Linked DNA regions of Mus musculus: regions 1, 2 and 4 are each linked to region 3. The links are chromatin contacts, called in public promoter capture Hi-C maps. All regions are on one chromosome and are shown on one strand. The core of a region is the stretch at or near the end of the contact, and the rest is flanking DNA. Distances in the headings are between cores, read along the strand shown.

Evidence for each region. Promoter capture Hi-C pulls out the DNA fragments that hold promoters and counts their contacts.
Region 1: a contact with region 3 is called in a promoter capture Hi-C map of second pharyngeal arch cranial neural crest, with 2.0 times the contacts expected there. The contact joins the enhancer-like site here to the promoter of Egfem1 in region 3. A contact is called at or near these places in 8 of 39 promoter capture datasets (embryonic stem cells, hippocampal neurons, liver and 2 more) and 1 of 115 datasets of contacts at active chromatin or transcription factors (forebrain).
Region 2: a contact with region 3 is called in a promoter capture Hi-C map of hippocampal neurons, with 6 times the contacts expected there. The contact joins the enhancer-like site here to the promoter of Egfem1 in region 3. A contact is called at or near these places in 5 of 39 promoter capture datasets (the 3T3-L1 cell line, frontonasal cranial neural crest, hippocampal neurons and 2 more) and 2 of 115 datasets of contacts at active chromatin or transcription factors (embryonic forebrain and neural tube).
Region 4: a promoter capture Hi-C map of hippocampal neurons shows a contact between it and region 3, with 4 times the contacts expected there. The contact joins the enhancer-like site here to the promoter of Egfem1 in region 3. A contact is called at or near these places in 2 of 39 promoter capture datasets (embryonic stem cells and hippocampal neurons) and 1 of 115 datasets of contacts at active chromatin or transcription factors (forebrain).

Annotation. Positions count from the first base shown.
Region 1 is chr3:29,379,751-29,382,830 of GRCm38.p6, reverse strand. The region is part of intron 5 of Egfem1 (EGF-like and EMI domain containing 1); the gene reads right to left. Among named protein-coding and RNA genes, the nearest start is that of Mir551b, 36 kb to the left of the region's middle. Within about 2 kb of position 1,385, at least 3 of the 459 cell types and tissues checked have an H3K27ac peak or open chromatin away from gene starts, as enhancers often do. A contact at or near this core is called in second pharyngeal arch cranial neural crest, where this site is marked.
Region 2 is chr3:29,537,951-29,541,300 of GRCm38.p6, reverse strand. The region is part of intron 5 of Egfem1 (EGF-like and EMI domain containing 1); the gene reads right to left. Among named protein-coding and RNA genes, the nearest start is that of Mir21b, 97 kb to the left of the region's middle. Within about 2 kb of position 1,255, at least 19 of the 459 cell types and tissues checked have an H3K27ac peak or open chromatin away from gene starts, as enhancers often do. A contact at or near this core is called in hippocampal neurons, neural tube and second pharyngeal arch cranial neural crest, where this site is marked.
Region 3 is chr3:29,080,835-29,084,086 of GRCm38.p6, reverse strand. It overlaps Egfem1 (EGF-like and EMI domain containing 1), which reads right to left and starts at 1,556. Exons shown (of 15, transcript NM_029412.2): 1 at 1,149-1,556. The coding sequence starts at 1,237.
Region 4 is chr3:29,397,561-29,400,846 of GRCm38.p6, reverse strand. All of the region lies in intron 5 of Egfem1 (EGF-like and EMI domain containing 1), which reads right to left. Among named protein-coding and RNA genes, the nearest start is that of Mir551b, 18 kb to the left of the region's middle. Within about 2 kb of position 1,571, at least 14 of the 459 cell types and tissues checked have an H3K27ac peak or open chromatin away from gene starts, as enhancers often do. A contact at or near this core is called in forebrain and hippocampal neurons, where this site is marked.

The sequences.
Region 1 (3,080 bases), core at 136-2,635, 300 kb before region 3:
TCTGGAAGGTATCATGGCTGCATGATGGTGTACGCAGTGGGCACCAGTCATCAGGCTAACTGATCCTTTTACTCATAGCCCAATAAAATCAGATTTTTTTTTTTAGATAATCAAAGATGGCCTCCATCTTGTCATCTTCTTAAATCAGCCTTCCTAACGCTGGAATTACAGAAATGTGGTACCATATCTGGATAAAATAAATAAATTATTTAAAACCAATATTTATTGTAATATCTCACAGTTATAATAACATATTAAAGTTAGATATTGATGAACTCAATTTTAATAAACAACCCTACAGCATAATATAAAATAACAAATTTAGTTTATGTGTGGTATGTTATATGTGTGTGTGATCTATGTGTATGTGGTGCATGTATATGAGTATACATCTGTGCACAACCATCTATGGAAATGTACAAACCAGAGTAGAATCTTGGATATCTTCCTTTGGTCTCCAACTTATGGCCTTTACACTGGATCTTTCACTGAACTAAAACACAAAGCTAGCCATTTGCCTAGGCTGAATGGCCAACTAGTTCCCAGGGTCTCCTGTCTGTGACCCCCAATACTAAGGTTACGAGCAGGAGTAACCAGGCTTGATTTTTAACAAGGATGCTAGGTATTTAAAATAATTTCCTCCTGCCTTGCAAAACAAAAATACTTTTAACTCTTGAGTCATATCCTCAGCCTCAAAAAAAAAAACAACAAAACAAAACAAAACAAAAAACTATTTAGTCATGCATCATGAAATACTTAAGTTCCAAAAGAAAAATGGTTCCTGAATAGGAAGTAGTGAATTAAACATAGGTATAATTTGAATAGTTTTTCTCCCTATCTAAAACTTACATGAAAAGGAGATACTGTGCAAAGAGGAAAAAGACTCATATGTTTTATGGCTGTCCAACCTGTCAGTGAACTTGGATAGATAAACTTATGGAATAGCTATACTACTTGGAATGGTTCCGTTTAGCCTCCCGTACCAGATGAATTCAAAACGATGAACAAGGTTTGTCTTTCTAGCTTTACTCAGTGGACCAAGAGAATGTGTGGAAACATATAATTACCCCACATTCAGGAGCACTAAAAGGTCACTCTGAAAGCTTAAGAAATCCAGGAGGCGGTCTTTAACCCTGTGGCTTTGAGGCCTTGCAACTAGGAGACCATGATGAGATGATGAGATTCAGCTTTCTCATCTCTCCCTATGAAGACAGAGGCAAATGTGCAATATTAAGAGGCAGTTGGCCGGTCAGTCATGATCATATGGATGGTCAGAAAACAAGCATGCTCCCAATCCAGAAACGTGCAAAGCAAAAAAACCTCCTGTGCTGGGAGCCTCCAATTGCAGTAAGTAATAGCTCTGCAGATAATCCAAGTCAGGACTGTGCAGGTCAGGCTTCTGGCTCATGCCCTCCCTCTGTGACAGCTCCAGGCAATTTCACCATCCAGCTGTTCTGTTTTTCAAAACTAAAGTAATTGGAATTGAACTACAGAGCTTTTCTAAAACCCTAGCAATTAACAGCACATACTCCCAAACTGCACTGCAATGGGAAAATGTCCATCAATCAACCCAGTGAAATAACACATTTTCTCACCAGATGTGAGATTTAATATCTTCATAACACTCTGGATTTACCACTTATGAATTGTCAGCCTTGCCTCGAGCCCTGAGAATTAATGGACTACATCTCTGCTATGCAAGGATGGTTTACACTTGTAAAGTATCCCACCCTCTTTTGATGTATGGTACCAAAAAACATTCTTTAAGATGTCATCAGAAAATATACTAGATGGGAAAATTTGTATACGCTGTACTATGCATTCTCTTTGCCTAGATAAACACAGCTCTCCATGTCTCAGCACAACGCATCCCTGTAGCAGGAATAACCAATTTATCAGCACCAGTAAACATGAAATTACAGTAAGAAGATTTAATTCAGGCCTTTTACTTTATCATGGTCTCTATGATTCTCTAGACAGATACTAAAACTACTCTGCTGCTAATTGTATTATGTACATACAAATATCACTGTTCATCTTCAACTAAAAAGAGAATTCAAAGAAGACATATTTCTATTTTGTTTCAATGGCTGTCCAGGAGCCTTGTCCTCTCTTTTTTTCTTTTTCCTTTTTTTGTATTCACTCCCATCTCAAGCAGAGAAGCTGTAACTACAATTAAGCTTCCTCATCAGAGCAACCCAGAAAAAAATCTTGCAGTGCCAGAGCATTAAACTTTGCAGGTTTGGAGATTTGTTTTTACTTCTGCTCGCAGGGAGGGGCTGGTGCGTCAGTGAAGGTCAACTCTATGGACTTCAGATGGACTTAACTCATCTGACAAGGTAATCTCCATCTGCTCTGATGCTTGTGCAATGAGAGGCACATGGTGCCATGGCAACAAAGAAAAGAAGCCTGGGGACATGGCAGACGAGCTGGTCATGGGGTCTCTGCCGTTATATAGAGATGTTTCCCTAGAGAAGACTATGTTTGAGGTTATCTTCATGCCACAAGAGAAATGTTTGCAGACAATTCAATCATCCAAATGACTACTTTTTCTCCCCCAGGAAAGCCAAAGTACATCAGCATTGTAAAGAAACTTAAAGACCACCAAGTTTATCCTCTAATTTCATAAATATATGAAACAATGTACATGCCATTGCATCAGCATACACAACTTAATCTTAATTTGAATATCATGCTGTCGGTTGACATCTGGTTCTCCTTTCCAGTGTTCTGCAGCTTTGGAAAGATGACACTGTGAAGTGGGGGTGGACCCCAATGGGTTGCTGACACCTGAATGTTTCTGTGACTGATCTAATAGGAGTGATTATGGGGAATGAAGAAATAACAGACGTGCATACAGAAAAGCTGGGACCAGGTAGGTTATAGGCTCTGGTAGAGACACATCAACAATCCAGAAACTCCTGTAGCTTATTATACTCAGCCCGATGAGCAGGTGGGTTTATTGTATACAGCTGAGTGAGGAGGTGGGTTTAGTACATTCAGTGCAGTAAGGAGGGGTTATTATATACAGCTGAAAGAGGAGATGAGTTTATTATATACAACTGAATGAGAAGGTGGGT
Region 2 (3,350 bases), core at 6-2,505, 460 kb before region 3:
CAAAATGTATTCTAATAATATTTGATAACTAGGGCATGTAAGATAATCCAATACCCACATGGTCGCCTTTGTTAGCAAAGTGAAGGTCTCTTTAAGCATGCTATGGGAAAGATGGACATGCTGCGAATAAATATATTAGTCTAAAAAAATCATTGTTTCTGTAAACAAAAATTTATAAACAGGAACACAAACACACACACACAGAAACTCACACAAGTTCCTAAATAACATTTCTGAATGAGAACTTTTGCCCCTGGAGGAATGCAGGGTTATATTTTTGTGAACCTCTCATATGAAATTCACACATCATCAGAATTTACTGCAGTCATCATTTCACAAATTTTAGAGTCAGTGTTCCCATAGATTCTACTGTAATAAATCACCTGTCATCCTTGTTAACATGGCTTTTCGGTATTGTTTTTTTTTGTTTTTTTTTTTTTAGAAACTTCTCTTCATTCTCTTCATATCTTAAGGTATTGCTCTAAGAGGATAAAGGGTATGAATTTAATTTAAAGACTTTGTTTTTAAATTGTGTGTGTGTGTGTGTGTGTTTATGAGTCTGTGTCATGTAATTAAGGGTACCTAAGGAGGCCTGAAGAAGGCATCGAAACACCTTGGACCTGGATTCAGGCAATTGTGAGCTGAGAGCTAGTGGTGCTTAGCAATAAACTCATGTCCACTTCAAGAGCATGAAGTACTTTTAACTGCTGATGAATCTTTCCGAACACTTTAACATTAATTTTAGTACATTACAACTCTCCAACCACTACAAGTAGTACTTGCTTCTCATTTGACTCTTATCCTCACAGATAGATAGATGATTGATAGATAGATAGATGATAGATAGATAGATAGATAGATAGATAGATAGATAGATAGATAGATAGTGTGTGTGTGTCCTGGAAAAATATGTTATTTCAAAGGTATTTCCTACGATTATGTGTTTGTTGATAAAACTACATTTTCTTCTGATTCCAAAGATTCTAATCCTTGTTCTTGCTACTAGTTTTCCTTCTTTCTATATATCTTAGTTGTAAAATTCAATGTGCATGAAAATGGGTCTTTGCTCTCTTTCCTTCTGAACTACCTCCTTCCCTTAGACTTGACAGCTGCCTGCAATGGGCTCCTTAGAAAAGGTTCCTCACCATGGTTTTGTGTAGCAGTTTCCCCATGATTGAAACACCCCATCCTGCAGGGATGCTCGTTCCAACAGAAGTGAAACAACTAAAAATAGCTTCAAACCCTCCTACACCCACCATATGCTCCCTACTCCCTGACTCCTGCCACCATTAAGCAAAATGGACAGCTGAGTGTCTCAGAGATGCTAAGCTACAAAGAAGTCTCTAAGAACACCTAAGCTGTCTGGAAGAAGGATAGACAACTGAATCACTTGGATGGACATTCTGCAACCTAACGAGCTGTCTACAAGCTGTGCAGTGAGCTTGAGATTCCAAGACTTCGGGGGCTCTTACCCATGCTGGGGTGAACTTTGTTGATACAGTTGTCTTTGAGTCGTTTCTCCTCCTATATGTAACCCCAGTGCAATTCATTATTTCACAAAGTTGGACTTCAGTGGTATCTATAGTTTTGTCTGTTGTGAGATTTCTATCTGGGGGAGTAGACATGTGTGTTGTATCTCCCCAGGAAAAGTCTTGTCACAGAACACAGAGGAACATACATTCCTGGGAATGGTACTCATGAAGACAGTCTTCAAAGAAGAAGGTGCACTTGAGAGGTCCTAAAACTTGGGGATAAAAATTTCCAGCTTCCTAGGAAAACAATCTGGACTCAAGGAAAGCCATTAACAATGGGTCGTTAATCACTGATAGCCCTGACATAAGAGAGGATGAGCCTGGAGCTCAGTCAGTTCCTAGGCCATCTGACCAAAAGGAGATAACAGAGCAGGAGCTGAGTCAGTTCCTGGAATTGTTCACGGCCTCACCAAAAATTGGTAGAATGAACATAGCATGTACTAACATCACTGCTGTACTCCTAGCCAATCATGTTAGGGGTTACCTAATCCTTCTAGAAAATTCCTCTATACTTGCATAAAAAGGGGCCTGCAAGTTCCTTTCCTGGTTGCCCTTTTGATGAATGGTTAATCCCCGCATGCTGGTTGTTTCTGCAGAATAAACATTCTTTGCTGTTGCATACCGTTTGAGTCTGGGGTCTGCCTTCAGCTATTCTTGGAACCTAACACACTGCCTTAGCTTTAACTTATCATCTGTGGCTCTGAAGCCTCCCCTCAGAGCTCCAGAAATTCTGAGCTAGCTCCTGCTTTCAGACAGGGAAGTTGGCCTTAGTCTGATTAAACTGTGCTCCTTTCTAGTTAAGAAATAAAATTCGTATTATTATAACTAGTAATGAGGTTGCACCTATTACCAGGTGTGATGTTAGCTAGAAATAAGTTCACTGCTAATGTGATACTGTGTCACACTGTGACACTGTGGGCTTGGGAGATGCTAGAACAAACCTTCCTATGGTGTCTTCAGAAGGGTAGGGCCCTGTAACCTTTGACTTTCCTAACCACTGAGCCATGCTGGAAAGAATTGCTGATGTGTAAGCTACACACTTTCTATTTACTTGCACTGACAAACTAACAAACCCATATGTGTTAGAGCTCTTAGTGTCCCAGTGACTTGCCTCCTTTCAAATACTAGGTCAAAAAAAGTTTGATTTGTAGGCTGCTGACTCTATGCATATCCACACTGAACTTGGCAACATTGTTTTCTTTAAAAAAACAAAAATGTTGTATTAATGTGTATTTACTTACCTGTGTGAATATATGAGTACCATGAGTTTCAGGAGCCTGCAGAAGTTACAAAGGGAAACAGATTCCCCTGGAAATGGCTCAGGGGCTAAGAATGTTCTCTGTTCTTATAGAGGAACTGAGTTTGACTCACATAATCCTGTAATTCCAGCTCCAAGGGCTTTGACACCTTCTTCTACTCTGCAGAGACACTATACTTAGTACACACACACACACACACACACACACACACAGACCACACACACACACACACACACACACACACACACACACACTCCAGATTCATCTTGTCTGCAAACATCAGTTATGCCCTGTAAATAGTACTCTATAAAATACTAAATTGACTTAAAGTCAGCTTGAAATATCCATTGAAATATTCAATGAAGCTTATATCTAAGCCTCACATGTTTGATACCACACAGAGACACACAGAGAAATAGACACACAGACAGACAGACAGACAGACACACACACACACACACACACTACATAAAGCAAATACAGTGCTATTATCTCCTACAAAATCCCTATTAAATACTATTAAAATTTGAAAAGAAAGCCTTCCTGTGGTTCTTTGCTC
Region 3 (3,252 bases), core at 307-2,806:
GGGAAACCAAGAACTCCTTAAATGGCAAAGGTATCCACATCTAGCATCTGTGTAGTCATGAAGTTGTGAGATTCAATGACACTCTGGCCCTGTTCATAGTTAATGGCTTGTGCAGTGACCAGGTAGCAAACTGAATTTCACAAAGGGTAAAATATTGAGATGTAAAGTGGACCCCAAACAGTATTTATTTTTTTACATGAAAAAGCGAAGCTTTAGGTTATTTCTCTAAACCACTTTTCTATTGCATAATATTTGTATTTCAGAAAAGTGAAGAAGAGGATAAGATGTTCAAAAAGGCTTTGCTGTGTGCTCATAACTGCCCAAGAGCATGTCAGGAAAAGCAGAATTTGAGCTTCCCCGCCAGACTGTTAAAAGCTGGAGATCCTGGTGTAAAGCAAGATCTGGCAAAAACTTCTCCAGCCAGTGAAGGAGACCGGGCTATTAGACTTTCCAGGAACTTCTCCCAGCGCGCCACAGGGGACAGAAACTAGACATTTCCCAGCCATACCCATTTCTAATGCAGAAGGAATCCTCCTTGTACCCCTTCCTCCTAACTCTCCAACTAACCTAAGCTGCTGACACGTGCTTTTGCTGGCTCCTTGCCTCTCTCGTCAGACCTGTGAAATAATCCATTCTTCATCATACCTCACAAAAAACCACACTGGATTCTACACACACACACACACACACACACACACACACACACACTAAATGTCAAGATTTTCCCCATTCGACAAGATTTCAGGCAAACGCCTTGTAGAATGTGGCCAGTTACGCCCCAAACATGAAATTAAGTGAAACACATACAGGCGCATACAAACACTCAAACTCCGGGGCGAGAAGGGGGAGTGATGTCTGTCAGGTTCTTTGAAAAAAAAAATCAGGTTGAAAGCACTGGACCATTGGCAGTAGTTCTGCTGGGCGGTGGCGCTCCTGAGGTCTAGTATGTGTGATTACGTTCCCTCCCCAAACCGGTCAATGACATCCCCAAGTTCTTGTGTCTAGTGCCTGGTAGAACCCCAATCCCTCCACAGCTTCCCAGAGAGACCTAGTCTCTGCCTCTGCCACCGTTTTGCTCGGATAGGGCGGGGGCGCACGGACCGAAGCCGCTGTCCCCGCGCGTTCCGGAGCTGGCGAGCGCCACTTACATGCCGGGCTGGAGCTGTAGGGCGCTTCCTGGCGGCCAGTTGGCAGCGGCCCAGACGCAGAAACACCAGAAGCACAGTGGGGAGGTCATCTCGGTGATGGTGAGCCGGTGGGGCCACCGCCCCAACTGCGCGCGGTGCGCAGCTTGGGATCCTCAAGTCCGAAGCCCGCTCAGAAGTTAGGCTCGCCAAGCAGAAGTTGCTAGTGCCGGGCTCGCTCTCGAGGACCGCGACGTGCGTCTTGCTGCGGAGGGCACCGCAGCAGCTCGACCCCAGCAGACGACACCCGCAACAGCGCCCGTGCTAGCAGTGGCCGGCCAAACCAACCCCGGGCACTGTAGCCCAAGAGCTGCACAGCCCTGCACTGCCGGCGGCGACTGGAGACCAGTGAGACCAGCGGTCCTGCAGCCCCCCCCCCCCCCCCCCCGCAGTCCCGGTACCATGGCAACGCGCTCGCCGCCCTCTGGCCCCAGCCCCTCCGGAGCGCTTAAAGAGACAGCCCCCTTGGCCACCACGCGCTCCTTGGGCTGTCAGGCGGCCCCCACCCCCACGCCCTCTTCACCTCCTCTTCTCCAAGGGGCTCCGGGCGGTGGCTGGGGAAGCATCTAGCATGCTACATCATGTTCTTCCACCAATAATCCATACAACTCTACTCCCAACCTCTTCCTCCAAACCCTTTGAGCATCCTCCGCCCCAAGCTAGCAAAGATGCTTTCCTCCTCCAACACCAACCTGCTTAAAACCAACCAGCTGCGCATCTGCCACCAGCAGAGAGCAAAAGCAAGCTGACTTTTGATTCTTTCTCGCTCAGCTCCCTCCCACCTGGAGGCTGTGAAGACAGTCGGAGCACCGCTCTGAGGGAGGTAAGCTTGAAGTGAGAAAGGAACTGCAATTGACCGAGTCCAGTTTGCTGCCAAATCGACAGTTGCTGCACACATCGCTGGCGCATCCAGAAGTCCTGGATATTGAAAAGCGAGATAATCGCCCTCCGCTGTATTTGGCCACCATTTCACTCATTTTAGGCACCAAGAGTTTTAAGAGGCGCCAGCTCTTCTCCAAACCTAGACCCTCCTTTCCTTCAAACCAGGTCCCATGCCTAAAATCCGCAGAGCAACCTCCAGTTGCTAGCCCCCCAAGGCCCTTCCAGAAGGGGACAGCGTCTGCTCGAATCCAGAAGCTTCGGCTGTGGTGCTGGCCAGTGCTGCCAAAGATGCGCAGCCAAGAGCAGAGCAGAGCCATAGCCAGTAGCTTCTCAGGCCGGAGGCTATGCCTTTGCCTGGCGCCAGCTGCTGTCTGGAAGGCCACAAGCCTCTGGGAGTGTGTTTCGTGAAAATAAAAATCTATGGCGCGTCATGCCCTCCAACAAGGACAGCCTAGGCTCGGAAGCCATCATTTTCGGTTTAGCCCAGCAAAATGTGCAGCAATCTTCTGGGAGACAAACTTTTGCTTTTATTGCTAAACTTAGGAAAAGTGTCTCTCCCTCCAGTGACTTGTTCCTTGTCAAATACTTAAAGTGGTACTATCTGATTGCCTCACTCCTAGGAGCCCTAAAAGAATAGTTCTCAAAATATGTTTTAGGTTCTCTCTTGCCCCCCATGGTTGAATTAATCATCTACCCCTTAGTTTCAAATCAGTGTTCCTTTCCTTTCTTTCAGCTTTTCTGGAAGAACTGGAAGGATGCTGTGGAGGTTTCTTTGAAAAGGGGGGAGAGAGAGAGAGAGAGAGAGAGAGAGAGAGAGAGAGAGAGAGAGAGCATCAAGGCCCTCTGCTTTAGAGCCCTGACCTGCACTGGTCAATTTTGAGCTGGAGTACCTTCAGAATCTTCTATTTACCTTAGACTTGGCTTTTGCTGTATGCTCATTTCTTTTTATTTAAGTTAAAAGTGTATGTATACACATATGTCTTTTTTATTCGACATTAACTAAATGTACAACTAGTTATCTTTTGGCATATATTACAAAAAGATCAATTTAGAATTGATTGCACAAAAGAAATATTTATGTCCCCTGCCACAATTAGAAAAGAAGGATACATTCTTATTTTCTTTCTTAGGTGTAGTTCTGTATTCAACAGGCCCTGGGGACCTGAAGTCCACCCTCAGTGACCAT
Region 4 (3,286 bases), core at 322-2,821, 320 kb before region 3:
ACCAGGAATAGAGGAACAGATGGTAGCTCTTCTCATAATAACAGTGACAAATCTGCACAATAATGTTTCCCTTTATTTTTCATTAATTTTTAAAAATTATGTGCGAGAGAGTGGATGAGCGTGTCTGAGTATGAAGATGTATATGTATTGTATGTATGAGTATATGTGAGTGTATGCATGATTATATGTGTATTGTGCATGTAAGTATGAATATGTATATTTGTGGGTGAATGTGTGAGGGAGTATATATGGATAAATATGCATATGGGAATGTATATGAGTGTGTATTTGTGGGTGGATATGTATATATGATTGTGTGCACATGTGTGTGAGTGCATGAGCATATGCATGAACATGTGTGTGGCTATGTATGTATGAGGGTGTATGTGAGGGTGAGTATGTGTGGTACATTATTATGTGTGAGCAGTATGTGATTACATGTGTATGAAGGTATATGTGTCCATGTGTGTGAGTGTATATCAGTATATGTGTATTTGAACACTTGTATGTGAGATCATGTGTATGTGTGCATGTGTGTGATTATGAATACTACATGACAGCATGTGTGTAAATGAGTGTGTGAACATGTGTTTGAGTGTGTGTTGGCACATGTGTGTGGATGTGTATATGCATGAGCGTGTGTGTAAGTATGCATTAGAATGTGTATATGTGAACATGTGTGTGAGTGTATATGTATAAGTATGCATATGAATGTGTATGAACATGTGTGAGTACATATGAGCATGTTTTGTGTGTGCATGTGTATGTATGTGCACATGCACACACACACACTGCGTTAGCATCATGTCAGGAGGTTGAAGACCATTTGCTGGAGCTAGTTCACTCCTTGTACTGTGTAGATCCTGGGCCTCAAACTCAGGCCATCCAACTTGGGGACAAGTTCCTTTACTTGCTAAGCCACTTGCCAGCCCCATCTTCCTTTCCTCTGTTATACAGCTGTTAGTGACCAGGAAGCTATCACACTCTAGGTAGCTATAATGACTTGGGTTATTTTCAAATAAATCAACTGACGCTTATGCATCAGCAGAGATGATATTAGTCCTTAGTGACCGCATATTTTTCTATCTACTTTTTAAGCACAAAATAAAGGGCTTCACTGTGGCACTTTCACACATGAATATAATTTATTGCAAACAGTCACCCCGCTATTGCTCTTCCTCCCTACTCCACTCTGTCATGGCTCCTTTCACAGTCCTCTCAGTATCTCTTTGAATTTTCTGTTTACTGGAGCTTCTTATTCTATACATTGATATATTACAGTGTAAATTTTGTGCTAAGGTTAGGCCTAAACTTCAGAACATCACATTTTAAATTAGATAAAGTAACTGGATTATTTTATGAAGTAATATCTCTGGATTGCTTGTGGAATTAGTTCCATCAGTGTGCATATGACATTTTCAGCTTTACTGTTAAGAAGTATGATTCAACAACCCGTTTTAGAAGGCATTAAGATAAATGAATATGCAAATGTGGATCTGCTCTCACATATGATACAGGGAGAGAAATCTACTTCAGATTGTATAATGCTTATGCTGTGTAACACATAGAGGAAAAAAAATAAGTCATTAGCTCATTGGCATATGGACTATGCCACTAAGTGTAAGTGACAAGATTCACAGTACAGAAACAGAAAGCACAGTCTGGCATGCAAAGATGGGCTTAGCACCCACAGAGACCTGCATCTGAGCACTATTTCTGCCTCTCTTAGTGTGCTAAAGTCAGATAGGTCCCTTTTACCTCTCCGTGCCAGTCGTTGTTCTCTAAAGGAACAGGATAGAGTAAACAGAGGTCCAGCGATGGCCATTTGACTGTGCAAAATCCAAGAAGCTGGTAGATGTCCAACTAAGAGGCTGGTTGTCTCTGCAGTTCTCATTTGGCCCTGGAGTCATTGGAGGTTTGCTGGGGAGCTATTGGCTTTCAGTCTACTCTGAAATGCTGGAGGCTGAATGTTGAACTGACCACAGCAACAAGATAGAGCAATGTGCCAGTGAGAGTGATAGCAAGCAGGCAAAAACCAAAGTTTCCTTCTAAATCATTTTATGTGGGCCACCTTCCAAAATGTCCCAGATATAAGGTGAGTCTTCCTGCTTTCAATTATGTTATGATGAAAACCCCTCACATGAGTAGCAAGTGGCTTGGGTTTTAGCTGATTCTATATGTAGAAGATATCAAACAAAAAAGCCTTTTAGAGAGGCACCTTTAGAGTGGTCAGAAGTGACTGACAGAGTTGGAATAAGGAAGACAACTGCTGGGTGAAAGGGAAAGTCAGATAGGAATGTACTCTTTGCTTACTAACATCTGGATATCTTCTTGCCCATCCTAAGCCAATAACATTCAGGTAGAAACATTAATAAATACTGCTTTAAAATAACTCTCAGAGTTAAGTACCATTTTTCTCTTCTCAGAGATAAAGTTGCATCATTTCTGAAATCATCTACTCTGATCCTGACTTCGAGCATTAACATCTAACAAGTGTTTAGAACGGTTATAGTACATCAAAAATTAAATTAGTAAGTATTGTTCTTTCACTAGGGCCATAAATTCCATCTGTAGATGCTAGCATTCCACCTGTGTGTCCACACAGAAGCATTTATGAATCAGCAGCCCCAGTAAGAAACCACACTGTCCATATTGTTGCTAAATAACAGTACCTTGCCGTAAGAAATAAAGTCACAGATGCCCTACTAAAAGAAGCAGAATCAGGGTGGTGACATCTAAAGGCTGAGGCTTCTGATAGTTACTGAATTATCCAAAGGAGACTTCAAATGAAAAGTATCAGTGGTACTCAATCAGACATGTCCAACCAGCTATTTGTAGGTCACATCCATCCCAGACTGGCTATGGATGCAGCCTAACACATTTGTAGATTGGATATCATCCCAGCATCAAATTGTTGGACACTGCTGCCTGGTGGCAACGGATAAATCCAAAGGTAATTATCTAATTTTACATTCAAGATAATGATGCTCATTGGTTATGACACATAAAATCAGAGACAGTAGTAACATGAAAATTCACCAACAATCTCTTTCTAACATATATGTGACACAGTGTCATGTCAATTTTGGGACATAGCATGTAACAAAATGCACATGGCCTACAGTGAGATTAAACTGAATTCTATACTGAGAATTAAAATTAAGCTTGTTAAATCAGTCCCATGCGATAATTCATGTTGGGGATTTTTAATCATATTTCTACTTCTGCTGCTTATTTATAACAGAAAACGGTCTGAAGTCCACTTAAGAGTTAAAACAAAACAAAA